2 separate regions of the Mus musculus genome follow, and region 2 is linked to region 1. The links are chromatin contacts, called in public Hi-C maps. All regions are on one chromosome and are shown on one strand. The core of a region is the stretch at or near the end of the contact, and the rest is flanking DNA. Distances in the headings are between cores, read along the strand shown. Region 1 holds the start of Batf3 (basic leucine zipper transcription factor, ATF-like 3). Region 2 holds the start of Nenf (neuron derived neurotrophic factor).

Region 1 (7,112 bases), core at 2,233-4,732:
TGTTTTATGAGGTGACCAACATGACCTCATAGCATCTTAAGTCAGATCATGCCAAACCTCTGCTCGGAAGCCTTATCTTTTCCACCTTATGTCAAATAAAAGGTGGCCTTCTTGCTGCATCTCTAGGTGTCCCGTCTTTCCCTCCGGCCACTCCAGACCCTCGAGTCTTCTGGAGTTACTTGAATGGCCAGGCACTTCCACAAGAACATTGCTTCTGTGTTGGTGCAGCATGAACCACGTCCTCCAGGTGTCTCCCCAGCCCTACAGAGGAGCCTCATTGATCTCCCTGTTTGAAAACACACCATCCCATACCGGCCCTCTCCAGCCCTTGCTCTTATACTCCCATCTTGAGATAGACCACATCGAAAGCACTCCAGTGTGCTCATCTGACTATCGAGACAGCGAGTTCCCTGAGGTGTGGCTCTCCGGCCCACAGTGGCTGACACACAGTGGCCAGTTTCTGGTAAGTGCAGTGGTCTCTACCTTTGGCTTTCTCTTCCCTAGCCTCACCAGAGGCCCACAGGACCGTCTTCTGAGAAAAGCCATGAGAAGACACTTACCAGAAGACCAGTTTCCTAAACAAGAACAGCAGGAGTGAACTGCACACAGGGCTTTCGATCATCCGTTTGTTATTGGAAAGAACCATTTTCTGGCGAAGTGAATCAGCAGAGCATCGGATCACCAACCTCCAAACCTGCTGCATCCTCACTGCGCCCTGAACCTGTGGTGCATCCCCCACCCCTCAGAGACGGGGTTCAAGGTCATTGTGGTATAAATAGGAACTTGACAAATCATACCAGATGTCTTCCTGGTTCAAGGGAAAACACACGAAAAGAAAACAGAGATTTGAATCCTGTTCTGCTTTTCTCTCATTCATTCGTTTGGTTTGTGTTTTTGAGACAGAACTGTGTAGACCAGGCTGGCCTCAAACTCAGAGATATATCTGCCTCTGCCTTCTGAGTGTTGGGATTAAAGGTGTGTGTGTGTGTGTGTGTGTGTGTGTTGTGTGTCTGTCTGTCTATCTATCTATCTATCTATCTATCTATCTATCTATCTATCTATCTATCTATCTGGGTCTCACTATGTAATTCTGACTTGCCTGAAACTTGATATATAGACCAAGCAAGCATTTATCTTGGCTTTCTAGTGTGGCAAATGAACTTAGCACCATACTATAATAGCATTATTGGGATACTATAAATAAATTTAATGTTACTTTTATAAACATGGAGTGTGTGAAGAAGCCAGCATCAACCTTCTCAAGAAGTTTAAGAAAGCACGCAAAAGAGATGACAATTCTAGGGGCTGGAAAGATGGCTGGGGATGAGGGAAGAGCACTGACTGCTCTTGGAGAGGGCCCAGGTTCCATTCCCAGCACCCACATGGTGACTCACTATTAACTACCCAGAACTCCATTACCCTCTTCTGGAACCCGACACCCATATGGTGTACAGACTTAATAGGAAGGGAAAGAAATAGTTCCATGCTGGGCATGGTGACACACGCCTTTAGTCCCAGTGCTCAGGAAGTGGATCTCTGAGAGTTCGGGACCAGCCTGGTCTAAAAGTGAGTTCCGTGACATCCAGGGCTGAACACAGAGAAGCCCTGCCTTGAAAAACTCAAGGTGTGTATGAGTGTGTAGGGAAGGGGGATATGGGGGGGGGCGGTAGAAAGAAAGGAAAAGAAAAAAGAAACAATGCCATAAGTAGACTAAGCCAATATAAGTCTGCTGTTGGCCCTGGCCCCAGGCTGTGGGGAGGACCCCAGAGGACTTGGAACAGGAAAGGAGCCCACTAGAATGACACACGGGAGTGCACTGGTATGTCGAGGATCACCCCCTCCAACACCCATTCTTAAACGTCTAAAAGTTAGGATCACTTGCCCCCACAAATTGCTTATTTTGTTAGTCTTTGGTTGTATTGAGATCTCATCCTGCTATTTAGCTCTAGTTAGCCTGGAGGTTAATGTATAGCCCAAGCTAGATAGTGGAACTTGTGGAAACCCTGCCTCAACCTTGTGAGTGGAGAAATTGTAGGCGTTGGCCACCACACCCCGTTTACAGGGTCCTTTAATTTTCAAGGACAGAGGTCCTGGGCTGACCCACACCAAGTGCAGGATGCTGTGCTGTGCACTCCTCTATACTGTGTGAGATGTAATTGTCTCTCTCTCTCTTCTCTCCCCTCCTTCTCCCCTCCCCCCACACCGGAGCATGCATGCATGTTGATAGAAGAGGGTCAGAACTAAAATTTGGGCGGAACCATTAGCATGGAGAGGCTCTGCTGTGATGTGTGGACACTGGCTATGCCGTGACCTACTAGCACACATGACCACTACTGGTGCCTAAAGCCGCGCAGGCAGGTTCAAACAAGCTCCTCTCTCCAGACTTACGGCTTAAATTCTGGCACAGAGCCATGCACACTGGGGTGAGGACTCAGAAAGGTCACCTCTCCCACTGCCCAGAAGCCAGTAGGCCAAAATGAGCACACGAGAAAGGCCACTCTTGTCTGGTTCCCATCCGTCCCCCAGTTCGTGGTTAGCTTTCCTCTCCTATGCTATGCACAAACCACAAACCTGCAACCGCTAGGGTTTTTTCTTTTTTTCTTTGCTGGGCACAGTCATCTTGACTTCATATTTTAAAAACTGGCAGGCGGGTGAAGAGGGATGAGATACGTCTCTACCTAGTCTGACATAAACATAGCAACCATATATTTTAGCCTTTAGTAGGTATCACCTTAATCTTGAAGAAGCAAATGCAGCTAGCCCATGGGACCTTAGCATGGCCTGCCCAGACCTTTGAATGTGTGAGGATGGACTTCAAGCGTGGTTTCGACTCACAACCTCTCTTTGCCGCTCCCCCCGCCCCGCCCCCCCCCATCAGAATTCGCCCTCCCAGTCACCTCGCCCCCTCCCTCCCACTGGACCAGACGCCGCCGCAGTGGAAAAGCCCTGAGGCTCCCGCTGTCCCCATAGCGCGGACGGTCTCTGCTGCGGTCCCTGCCCACTGGCGCCACCGGTCCAGGTGCCGCCTCGCCCGGAAGAAATCTCCCCATCGGCGGTGACCGGCGCTGGGGCGCTAAGGGAGGCTGCGAAGGGACATTGAAGCCACCGAGCCACTCACTGGTGCTTCTCACCCAAACTTCCCAGGAGCGGCCGGAGGACCGTCCACGGCGGCGCTGCGCCAGCACCCCGTCTCCACCCACTCGGGGTCTTCTCCGTGGGTGGGCTTCGGTGCTGCCACGTGACTTCCACGAAGAGCGGGGGCCCTTAGCGGAAAGCAGCGACTTGGGTGGGATCCTGGACCCCGAGGTGCGGCGAGAGGGTGGGGGGAGGAGGAAGCAGGGGCGGGGTGGGAGTAGGGGGCGGGGCCGGGCCGGGCCGGGACTGGACACGGGGTGGGGAGGCGGGCACCGTGGAGCCCGGAGAGCGGGAAGCGGCGGGGCGGGGCGGGGCAGCAAGTGCGGGGATGCGGGCGGAGCGCGGGTAGCAGAGCCCCACGTTCAGGGCGCCCCGTGTGGCGAGCGCGCGGCATGTCGCAAGGGCCCCCCGCGGTCAGCGTGCTGCAGAGAAGCGTGGATGCGCCCGGGAACCAGCCGCAGGTATTGGACAAGGGGGCCGGGTGTGAGGACCGGGTGAGGGTGAGGGCAGAGCTCCAGGTGCGCCCCCGCCGTGCGCCCCCGCCGTGCGCCTCAAGCGCTTGGGAAGGCGGCAGCCCCTCCAGACTCGGCGCCGAACACGTGGGTCCGCGCTGCTGTGGGCAGTTTCATCCTTGACTCCTGTGGGCGCTGGTGGGAGGGGGCCCGGAGCTCCGATATTATGAATTCAGCCCAAAGGGGCGGTTCGTCCCTGCATCCAACCCACTGGCCAAGATCCGCATGGGGAATGTCGGACCGGTCAATTTGTGGGTGTGGGGTTTTGTCTCTAATGGGCAGACTCCACCCCCAGCACGGGTGGAAACTTCTCGCCCCAATATGATCAGCACCCTCTGTTGTCCCAGCTTTCAAAGCTGTAGTCACAAGAAGCTGAGACCAAATAGAGGCCACTGTTGGAACACTTCTTGGCCACCTGGTTGCTTTATCAATAGATCAGGTCTTATTTTTCTTAGTCACCACACACACTCCCAACTCTCTGCTTGAAGTGTAATGTCCCAGGATGACCCTGGAAGTCTGAGCCAAGTAGTTGGAGTGGCCTTATACTATTTGCTTCGACTAGCGGAGCCTCAATTTCCCCATCTATAAGATGAACTCTTTTTGTATCTCCTGAGGACGTTTGCAGAGGTCATGTGAGTGATGGGTGATTTGTGTCTCCATTCGTCATTCCTGCCCAGAGGGAAGGTGTGATCATCTGTGGCAGGTGATGTGACAGCTCCCAGAGGACAGGAGGCATGCTGCCCCTTGCCCTGAGACTTGTTGGCTTTGGAGAATAGAGACATTATTTCCTGTCAAGCACCAGTGGAGAGCCAGTGAGGTCAAATCTCAGGTCAGCTTGATTCTGGGCAGCAGAGCCCAGCAGTGTTCTGAGTACAGGGCAGGGTCTTAGTTATTATATACGGTGGAAGGCTTTGTGAGGGTGTAAAAGCTGAAGTTACATCGTTTATATGGCATGTCCCCCTGGATGCTCCAGGTGTGTTTATCAAGACCTTTGGGGTGTAGTGATGCAGGAGTACAATTCCAGAGCTAGGGAGGAAAGGGAAGGGAGACTACGTGAAACTGTTGAAGAAGGGGGTGGGGGGAGGACTTCTGGAAGGCACGTTTTGACACCTGTGTTCTCCTGAGCAGGTGTTGGGTCTGCTGTCTCTTCTTATCTATGCCTGGGATTCCTGGCTGAAGCCCTGAGTTTGTACGCCAGCCTCTGGGTTTTGCTGTTGCTGTGGCTCCAGATTACACCCTGAGCCTCACCTACCACTAAGCTCCCTCCCCATCTAGACACCTTTTGAACTCAGTCTTGAAGGACATTTTTTTTCCTCCCCTGATGGTGTCAATTGCAGTTCTGGAAAGCAGACCCTTTCCTCTAAGTAAGCTCTCGCTGTGGTACGTGCATTTTTTTCTGCCTGCCCACTTCATGTCACCTCATGAAGGATTTTTGGATATTTGGTTAAGAACTCTCAAAACGCATCACAGATTTGCATTTGGAATAACCCTGACCTCTGAAAAGAAAATGTCAGCCAAGTGTTGTTCAAGAGAGCATGTCGTCATTAGTGTTCCAGAGTTTTCCACATACTGGTAGAGCTGTGTGGTTGCAGTTACTAATAAATGCATAACTATGGTCTGTATACAGTTTCAGAAGGACTTGCCAGTGTGTGGTAGTTTAAAGGCTGTGCACAGCAAGTTCTAGCGAGCACACACCCCAGTCTTTCTCACTCTCAGATGAGCAGTAACAGCACCGCTCTTCCAGGCAAACGCCCTGTGGGGCAGAAGTTTGTGAACGTTGGTTTGGGGACCAGCAAACCTGAGTTCCACTTCCCACTCACCCCCATGCTGGCCGTGGTACCTGGAGAACTTCCCTAACCTGAGTTTCTGATTCCTCGTTGTCTCATAGTATTTTTATTTTTTGTGGTCCTGGGTATGGAACACAGGGCCTGACATATCCCACACATATGGCACCACTAAGCTGCACCCCAGACCTTATATTCCTCATTTTAAAACAACAGTCTTTCTATACGCTTTTCAGTATGTGGGTGGTGATTAATATAAAGCAAAGCCCCACCACAGGATAGGTGTTCCTTAACAAAACCTCTCAGTAGCCCACTGGAGCATGGTGAGAGTCTGAGAGTCTTACCTCACCACATGTCATCCCCAGAGCCCCAAGGACGATGACAGGAAAGTTCGAAGGAGAGAGAAAAACCGGGTTGCAGCTCAGAGGAGCCGGAAGAAGCAGACCCAGAAGGCTGACAAGCTCCACGAGGTGAGCCTGTGGTCAGGTCAGGACTACAGGACAGCCACAGGGACAGCTGTCTCCTATCGGGGGAGGGGGCAGTGATGGCATCACGGTGCTCATCATCAGTCCTTCCAGTCTGATTCTTCTGGGTCCTCCCAGCCTATTGCTTTGCTTCTGTATTCTCGGGCCTCTTCCTCTCAGCCCCAGCCCCCGGGCTTCTTCCCACGCTTGATTTTTCTCTCACTATAGACTCAAACAAAAGCTAGATGTGGGGGCTCTCACACTATAGCACTCAGGAAGGTGGAGGCAGGAGAATACCCAGCCTGAGGCTAGTTGGAACTACAGAGAAACTGTCTATAGAAACAATAGTGACAACAGTAATAGTAATTAAAGTTCTGGAGGAGCAGCTCAGTGGAGTGCTTGTCTAATGTGCACAAGAATACCCTGGGTGGGAGTCTCAGCACCACATAAACCAGCCGTGGTGGAAGGAACACGCCTTCGAGATCAGCACTCGGGGGAGAGGCAGAGAATCACAAGTTCAAGGTCAAGTTTGTATTTATAGTGACTTTCAGGCTAGCCTTGGCTATATGAGGTATCGTCTCAAAAAAAAAAAAAAAAAGGAAGGAAGGAAGGAAGAGAGAGAGAGAGAGAGAGAGAGAGAGAGAAATTACTGAGAATTATGGCACTTGCCTTTAATCCCAGCACTCTGGAGGCAGAGGCAGGCAAATCTCTGAGTTTAAGGCTAGCCTGGTCTACATAGTGAGTTCCAGGACAGCCAGAGGGCTCCATAGTGAAACTCTATCTTTAAAAAAAGAGAAAGTAAATAAAAGAATGTGGGTGAGGTGGTACTTGTGAGGGTCAGGAGTTTAAACCATTTTTGGCTATATAGTAAGTTTAAGGCCAGCCTGGGCTACATGAGACCCTCTCCCTACCAAAACTAAAAATTGAAGAAGCTAAACAAAAATAGCTCTTTATACTTTTAATTCCTTTTCAAAATCTTGCCTCCTCCTCAGGGGGTGGTTTGAGAGAGAATGGCCCCTCTGGGCTCATACACAGAGTGCTCAGTGTGGAACTGTTTGGGAAGGATGAGAAGGTGTAGCTGCTTTGGAGGAGGTGTGGCATTGGCACTGGCTTTGAGGTTTCCAAAGCCCATGGAATTCCCACTTAGCTCTCTCACTATCTACCGCGTGCCTGTGGATCAGATGTAAAAATCTCAGGTGCGGTTCTGGTACCACGCC
Region 2 (7,228 bases), core at 2,292-4,791, 220 kb after region 1:
AACCTGTCAAAGTTACCTAAGATTCTCTTTCCTATCCTGTCTTGACAACTGCTAATAAATTCTAGTCAGTTATAACCAATCAATAGTGCTCAATTCTGTCAGAAGTTTGTCAACTATTAAGTTTATGACGGACAGAATCCCCAAAAGCTTCTAACGGTTTCTCCCACAAAGTCTCAGAAGATGTGGACACAGCTACTGGATTGTGATGTGACAATCACTGAAATACGCAGTGGACAAGACTGGATACTCTGAGTCACATGACATGGCTAAAACCAAGGTAAGCCAATCCTCATGTCACACACATCCACTCCACAGAGAAAAAGCCCTGTGACTTCTGCACCGGAGAGCCAGACTGACTCTGCCCAAGTTGCCATGGAGACCACAGAGAACTGTTGGCTAGTGGACTCTCTCATTTTTTTAAATAATACACAACTGATATATAACCGATAGACTATTGTTTATTCTTTCTCAGACTTCTGACTACATTGACAGCTAGAAAAAAACTAAACTCTGTTTCCATTAAATACTTCATATTTCCTCTTCTTGCTATGCCACTGTCCTGATATTATCTGAGCTCCTATAAATTTGCTTAACTCTAATAAAACATTCCAGTATATGATCCAACTTTTGAATCATGCTCCTTCTGCTCCACAAAAGGCTCGTCTTAAAGACTGCTCGTGTGGTTAACTCATGTTGCTATCTCTTTTATAAACTTGTAAGCTACAGGAAACCCACTCAGATCTACCTTTCATGGATCACATAGGCTCCGTCCAGATCCGTACATCGGCTGTTCCAGCGGGTGGGATTCCTCTGGGTTTCAATTGGACATCTTAAAAAACTGTTCTTTCTCCCAAACATACTTAATCTTTTCTCTACCTATAATAATGTGTTTCAACATCTTGTCAAGTCCAGGCGCTTACTATACCCAGGACCACTCCAGAGGAGCAACCTTCAGATGCTCCAATCTCCTCACAGACACAGACTCTACTGGACCTGTTCCTTCCGACCTATCCTCAGATGGCTCCACAGGCCCTGGACAGCAAGGAAGCAGACCGCTCTCTTAAGACTAGACAAACATCCCCCATACCCATCCCTCTAGGTTCCCCAGAGACACGCCGCCCCAATGTCAGCATGAACCAGCCAGATATCACATCCACCCTATTTCTGCTTCACCATCACCTCTTTCTAAGTTTGTTTGTTTGGTTGGTTGATTGGTTGGTTTTTTGTTTTTTTTTTTTTTTTTTTTTTTTTTGAGACAGGGTTTCTCTGTATAGCCCTGGCTGTCCTGGAACCCACTTTGTAGACCAGGCTGGCCTCGAACTCAGAAATCCGCCTGCCTCTGCCTCCTGAGTGCTGGGATTAAAGGCTTGCGCCACAACACTAAACCAAAATGGGGGAATGTTCGTATTCTGTCTGGATTCCACCCTCACTGTTCCTGGCAGCAGTCAAGTATGTTCCTCCCCACAGTTACCTAGCAACAGCCAGGTAGACCTGGCCCACTATAAAAGGGGCTGCTTGCCCCCTCCTCGATCTCTGGTTCTCTTACCCTTGTCCCCCTGTTCCCCCCTCTTCATTCTCTAACCCCCTCTCTCCATGTGGTCATGGCCGGCCTTCTCTTCTCTTCTCTTCTCTTCTCTTCTCTTTCTCTTCTCTTCTCTTATCTTCTCTTCTCTTCTCTTCTCTTCTCTTCTCTCCTCCTCCTCCTCCTCCTCCTCTCTCTCTCTCTCTCTCTCTCTCTCTCTCTCTCTCTCTCTCCTACCCTCTTAACTCCCTCTCCATGCCCTAAATAAACTCTATTCTACACTATACCGTTGTGTTTCCCTCAGGGGGAAGAGATGAAGAGATGCCTCGGCATCAGCATGGGCCCACTGAGGCACCCCCTCCCCCCACACCTCACCACACCCCCATAGAACATATATTAATACCACTTTATCTTTTTATGATGACAACACTCACCATCTCTTTCGCCAACAACAAATGACCAAGATCTGGTCCTCTACCCACTAGAAACCCTGGGTTCTTCCCCAGCCAGTCTGGGTGCCCCGATGCAGAGTGCTCCACATAAACCATACTGCACACCCAGTGTAGGCAGTGAGAAGCCCGCCCGCCCGCATCAGTAAGGCGTGGATTGCCTTGCTAGGCAGAACAACAGGCCAGCTTTGCTAACTGTTCTCCCCATGCGCCTATACCGGGAGTTCCCTCCGCTGTCCGGTAACACCCGTTCACATTCCCGCCATGTTCCTATCCCTGTGTTCTTATGGACCTGTGGGTCAAAAGCAGCAGTTCTTGGGCTGCAGAGATAGCTCAGCAGTTTAGAGCACTGACTGCTCTTCCAGAGGTCATGAGTTCAAATCCCAGCAACCACATGGTGGCTCACGACCATCTGCAATGAGATCTGATGCCCTCTTCTGGAGTGTCTGAGGACAGCTACATTGTACTTGTATATAATAAATAAATAGACGGGAGCAAGCGCGGCCAGAAAAAAAAAAAAAGCAGCGGTCCTCAACCTTCCTAACGCTGCAACTCTAAACAGTTTCACATGCGGTGGTGACCCCCACAACCATAAAATGATTTCCATTGCTACTTCATCATTGTAATTTTGCTACTGTTATGAATCCTAATGTAAGCATCTGTGTTTTCTGACAGTCTTAGGACCCACAGGCTGAGAACCACTGGCCTCAGCTTTCATCCCTAAAGATCTGTTTTGGGAGAGACCCTTGCATATTTGGTCTATGTAAGGTTCGCTAACACCGAAGCTAGGGAGCTCAGGGCACATAGATTCAGCGAAGCAACACGGGTCCTTCCCTCCTGTACCACTGAGCACGTGCCTCAGTTTCCCTATCTGTAAAGGTAGGGGATTAATTCCTGGAATCACTACAATGCCAAGAGACCGGTTCTTCCTAACTGGATTCAGGCTTCCTCCCCATCTAAAGCAGCTACCCATATCGGGTAGTGTTATTTCCTCCTTTGCGTTCATCCCCACCAGCCCAGACACTAAATGGGGTCTGAAGGGTGAGCTTCAGTAGGCCCGGGACACCGGGGCAGGAAAGGAAAGGCTTGGATCATCCTGCCGGCCCCAGACCCCCCTAGCTCAGTGCGCACTCTCAGGCCGGTCACTTTGCACAAACTGTAGGCCGTGTGACCCCAGCTCACCCTCACACTAAAATCTAGAAGGGTCTGAGGTCTGTACTCAGACCCACAGCGACAAGGCGGGGCGGAGGAAGCGCGGGGTGGGGCGTCAGGGCGACGCCCTGCCTCCACCCGGCCTCGCGTGGGTCCCCGCCACCAGTCAGCTCGGGACAGCCGCCGGCCCAGGCCGCGCCGCCTACCTCCTCGCCGCCGTAGCGGGCCAGCTCCTCCTCGGTGAAGAGCCGCACCGGGGGCCCGCGCTCTGCGGGGCGCGGCGTCTGCCCAGCCCAGGCTGAGGGCACTGGGACCAGAGCCAGCGCCAGGACGAGCGCCGCCAGCAGCCGCAGCCGCCACCAGGGCGCGGGGCGCGCCATAGACAGCGAGGAGCAGGCGGGAGGACGGCGGGGCGGGGCGGAGCACAGTCGGCTCCTAGGGAGGGGCCCTGTAAGACAGGACCCAGCCTTATCAATTTGTCCTCTCCTCCTTTCTCTCTGACGCTAAGTCCTACTACATAGCCTGTAATGTTCTTGAACTGGTGGCTATCCTTCTGCCTCAGTCTCCAGAGAATTGGGATTATACACTAGTGGCACCAGGCCCGAGTAACTTGCCCCCCCTTCCTTCCTTCCTTCCTTCCTTCCTTCCTTCCTTCCTTCCTTCCTTCCGTCCTTCCTTCCTTCCTTCCTTCCTTCCTCCCTTCCTCCCTCCCTCCCTTCCTTCTTTCTTCTCTCCATCCCTTTCCCTTACTCCCTTCCTCTCCTCCCTCTCCTTCCCCCATCTTTCATTCCTTCCTTCCCTCACTCTCTTCCTTCCTCTTCCCCATCTGTCTTTCCCTCGTTCCTTTCTTTTCTTTTTTCCTTTCCTTTCCTTTCCTTTCCTTTCCTTTCCTTCCCTTCCCTTCCTCTCCTATCCCTTTCCCTTCCCTTCCATTCCCTTCCTCTCCTATCCCCTTCCCTTCCCCCCCCCCTTCCCTTCCCTTCCCTTCCCTTCCCTTCCCTTCCCTTCCCTTCCCTTCCCTTCCCTTCCCTTCCTTTCCTATCCCCTGTCCTTCCCCTCCCTTCCTTTCCTTCCAGGATTTCGTTCTGTTTTTCAGGCTGGCTATGTCCCAAGGCTGACCTTGCAGGGATCTTCCTAGCCTGGCTCTTTTATAGAATTGTGTTGCAACGAACATGATTATGGCTTTGAAGGCTGTGCCAAACTCACAACACATTATCTGCTTTATACCGAGTCGCAGAATCTCAAGGTTGAAGAGGCCCTTCTAACTCCCAGGGTGAAATATCACAGCCTTCTTGAGGCCTAACACATCTTGACAATATCTCTGGCCTTGAGCACTCTGGCTGCTCCAGCCTCTTCTCGCTCTGCAGGCCTGTGTGTCAGGAAGCCAAAAGATTCTTCCTGCAATTTCTCCTGACCACATGAAATGCGCTGCCTGTTCTCCCAGAGGTCCTGGATTCTACACTTACACGGCAGTTCACAAGCATTTGTAACTCCAGTCCCAGGGGCCCTGACACCCTTTCTGGCCTCTGCAGGCACCAGGTACAAATGTGGTATACAAGCAAAACAGCCATACATATAAGTAAAATTTAAAAAGAATGTAGAAATTATTTTCCAATAATGTTTCCTAGTATTTATTTCTTAGCTGTATCCAACAGGAAAGCAGACTGCTGGCCACACAGGTGACAGAGGCTGAGGCTGAGACCTGTGGCAGAGAAGACCAGCCACAGGGAGGAGGAGGTGTGGCTCACATGTCTGGAGCTATGAAATAAGAGGCTAGAATCTTGGGAGGGAAGCTGGAGTTTGATGGCTGCTGTGGTCTAAGGCAGGGAATGGATGCTCACAGCGGATCCCCTGCTCTCCCTTCCCTTGAGCCTGCCAATCTCAGGCAGCACTTCCCCTTGATGGAATTCAAAGGAAACTCTGCTCTAAAGACTTTCTGATGGCTCATTTTTATTCCCTGGGCTCTGTGAACAGTGTATTAGCACTCAATATACTAATTAGTAACTAATTGCTAATTAGCAATGAACATGCTAATTGATAACTAATTAGTATTAGTAACAAATACATTATTCACAACCAATGATTTACAAGAAGTAATTTAAGGAAATAAAGGTTTATTTTGACTCACAGTTTTGGAGATTCCGTCCCCCAGGGTGGGAAACACCCTGGGATGGGGATAGGCCGTGTGTCCACACCTCAGCAATCAGGAGGCAGAGAGGAAACCACCAGAGTTACTTACTTTTTCTTTCACCATTTCTCTTCATCCCTGGACCCCCACCTGTGCAATGTGCTATCCACATCTGGGACAGGTATTCTCCTGTCTGGAAAGGCCCCACAGACACACATAAAGGCGTGCTGACCAACACTCTTGGGTTCTTCATTCAATCAAGTTGACAATCAAAGTCAACCACCACAAACAGGTAGCGATAGTTTCATATTACCCATAAGGCTACTGGGCACAGGAAGGTTAAATGACCTTACTAAGACAACAGGCCCAGAGCAGAGCAGAGATAGAACCTGATAGGGTATCAGGGTGCCAGGTTATCGATTTCACTAGCTCTTCCTCTGATGTTCCTAGGTAGACTTTGAGTGCAGAAATGGCACAGACAACTGGGCATACAATTTGTGGTTTGAATAAAAGTGTTTCCCATAGGCCCTTAGGGGTGGGATTATTAGGAGATGCGGCCTTGCTGGAGTATGTATGGCTTTATTGGAAGTTCCTGGGGGCAGGTTTCGAGGTTTCGGAATTTCAAGCCAGGCCTAGTTGAAGTAGAAACTTAAGGGTTCTTTGGAAAGTCAGTTGTGTTGGATGGAGTTTTGTTGGGGCAAACACGTGAAGGAGTGTTTTCTGAAGTGGACAGAGGTCTGAAAGGCTAAGATGATCATGAAGGAATGTTTCCCTAAAGCACACATAGGAGAAAGGATGTTCTGTTAAAACAAACAAAAGGACACATGATAAAGGATTCTTTACTAAGGACAAACATATTTTGGTTGACCTTACATTGTGTAGTTGAGCTCCATTTGTTGGGACTCCACAGAGAGAAACACATCAAAAAACTTCTGGTGGTGTGCTGTGGCTTCTTGTTTTCGTGGACTTGGGCTGAGTGACAGTGATGTCAGCTGAGACAGATGCATGTGCTGAGGCGAGACCCGTGGAGGACAAGTGATGTGTGGAGAGAGGATAAAGAGGGTGCGACAGACACCAGGGACTGAGGCTGAGCTTGGCTTGCTTATAGAGCTGCCTGTGTAATGTTTGTTCTCAAGCCCTCACTGATCTTCACTTTGCTGACAAAGGCACAGCCAAGAACTTCTCCTCCTGGTCCCTCCTGTTGACTTGTGCTGAGTCTGAGGCCTGGCTGTCTCTACTAGGTAGTGCCACAGCTGCTGATTGGTGTTTGCTATCCACACTCTATCGAACTAGACTGCTGGTGTATCTGTGAAGTGTTTGAGAGTGGATCTAGCTGATGCTGCTGACCTGTGAACTGACAACACAGATGGGATTTGCTCCAAAAAAACCTTTCTAAACAAGTCCAGTTCCCCTGTATCCTTTCTTTTCCACTACCCCTGGTAGGTGGTAGGTTGAAAGGGAGGTTAAATCGTTTAAGATTAGGTCTGAAAAAAAATTAAAGTTACACCTAGTGGCTCACTCTCTTCCTGCTGCTGATGAATCCAGGTATAGAATTCTCAGCTGCCTCTCCAGCACCATGTCTGCCTGGAGGCTGCCATGCTTCCTGTCATGATGACAATGGACTAAACCTCTGAACTGTAAGCCAGCCCCAATTAAATTCTTTTTTTTTATAAGAGTTGTTGTGGTCACGGCATCTCTTCACAACAGTGGGAACCCCCACTAAGACACAAGCCAGGTCCTCAGAGAGCTGGCAGTGATGTGCTCCCACATATTTGGGAGTGGGGTTAGTTTCCTTGGGCTGCTGAACTGAAGGAGCACAAACCGGAAAACTTATAGATGTGTCTGATCTCTTGGCACTGTGACTCGATGTTGTCATCTACAAAGTTCATTTTTGAGAAATATGCAACCTAGTTACAAAAAAAATTCATGTTTTAATTAAGTTTGTGATTCTATGTGGAGATCTTGCTGGCCTGGGGC

The links. Hi-C and Micro-C count contacts between places; a contact is called where the count stands out from the background.
Region 2: a contact with region 1 is called in a Hi-C map of bone marrow-derived macrophages, with 33 read pairs. The contact joins the promoter of Nenf here to the promoter of Batf3 in region 1. A contact is called at or near these places in 7 of 39 promoter capture datasets (the 3T3-L1 cell line, the C10 cell line, HPC-7-derived erythroid cells and 3 more), 1 of 15 datasets of contacts at CTCF or cohesin (pro-B cells), 6 of 484 Hi-C or Micro-C datasets (B cells, the N1E-115 cell line, bone marrow-derived macrophages and 2 more), 8 of 115 datasets of contacts at active chromatin or transcription factors (the 230-238 cell line, the HPC-7 cell line, astrocytes and 4 more) and 2 of 9 other capture datasets (adipose tissue and liver).

What each region holds. Positions count from the first base shown.
Region 1 is chr1:191,094,932-191,102,043 of GRCm38.p6, forward strand. Batf3 (basic leucine zipper transcription factor, ATF-like 3) reads left to right here and starts at 3,483. Exons shown (of 3, transcript NM_030060.2): 1 at 3,483-3,596; 2 at 5,797-5,901. The coding sequence starts at 3,528.
Region 2 is chr1:191,314,590-191,321,817 of GRCm38.p6, forward strand. It overlaps Nenf (neuron derived neurotrophic factor), which reads right to left and starts at 3,542. Exons shown (of 4, transcript NM_025424.3): 1 at 3,330-3,542. The coding sequence starts at 3,503.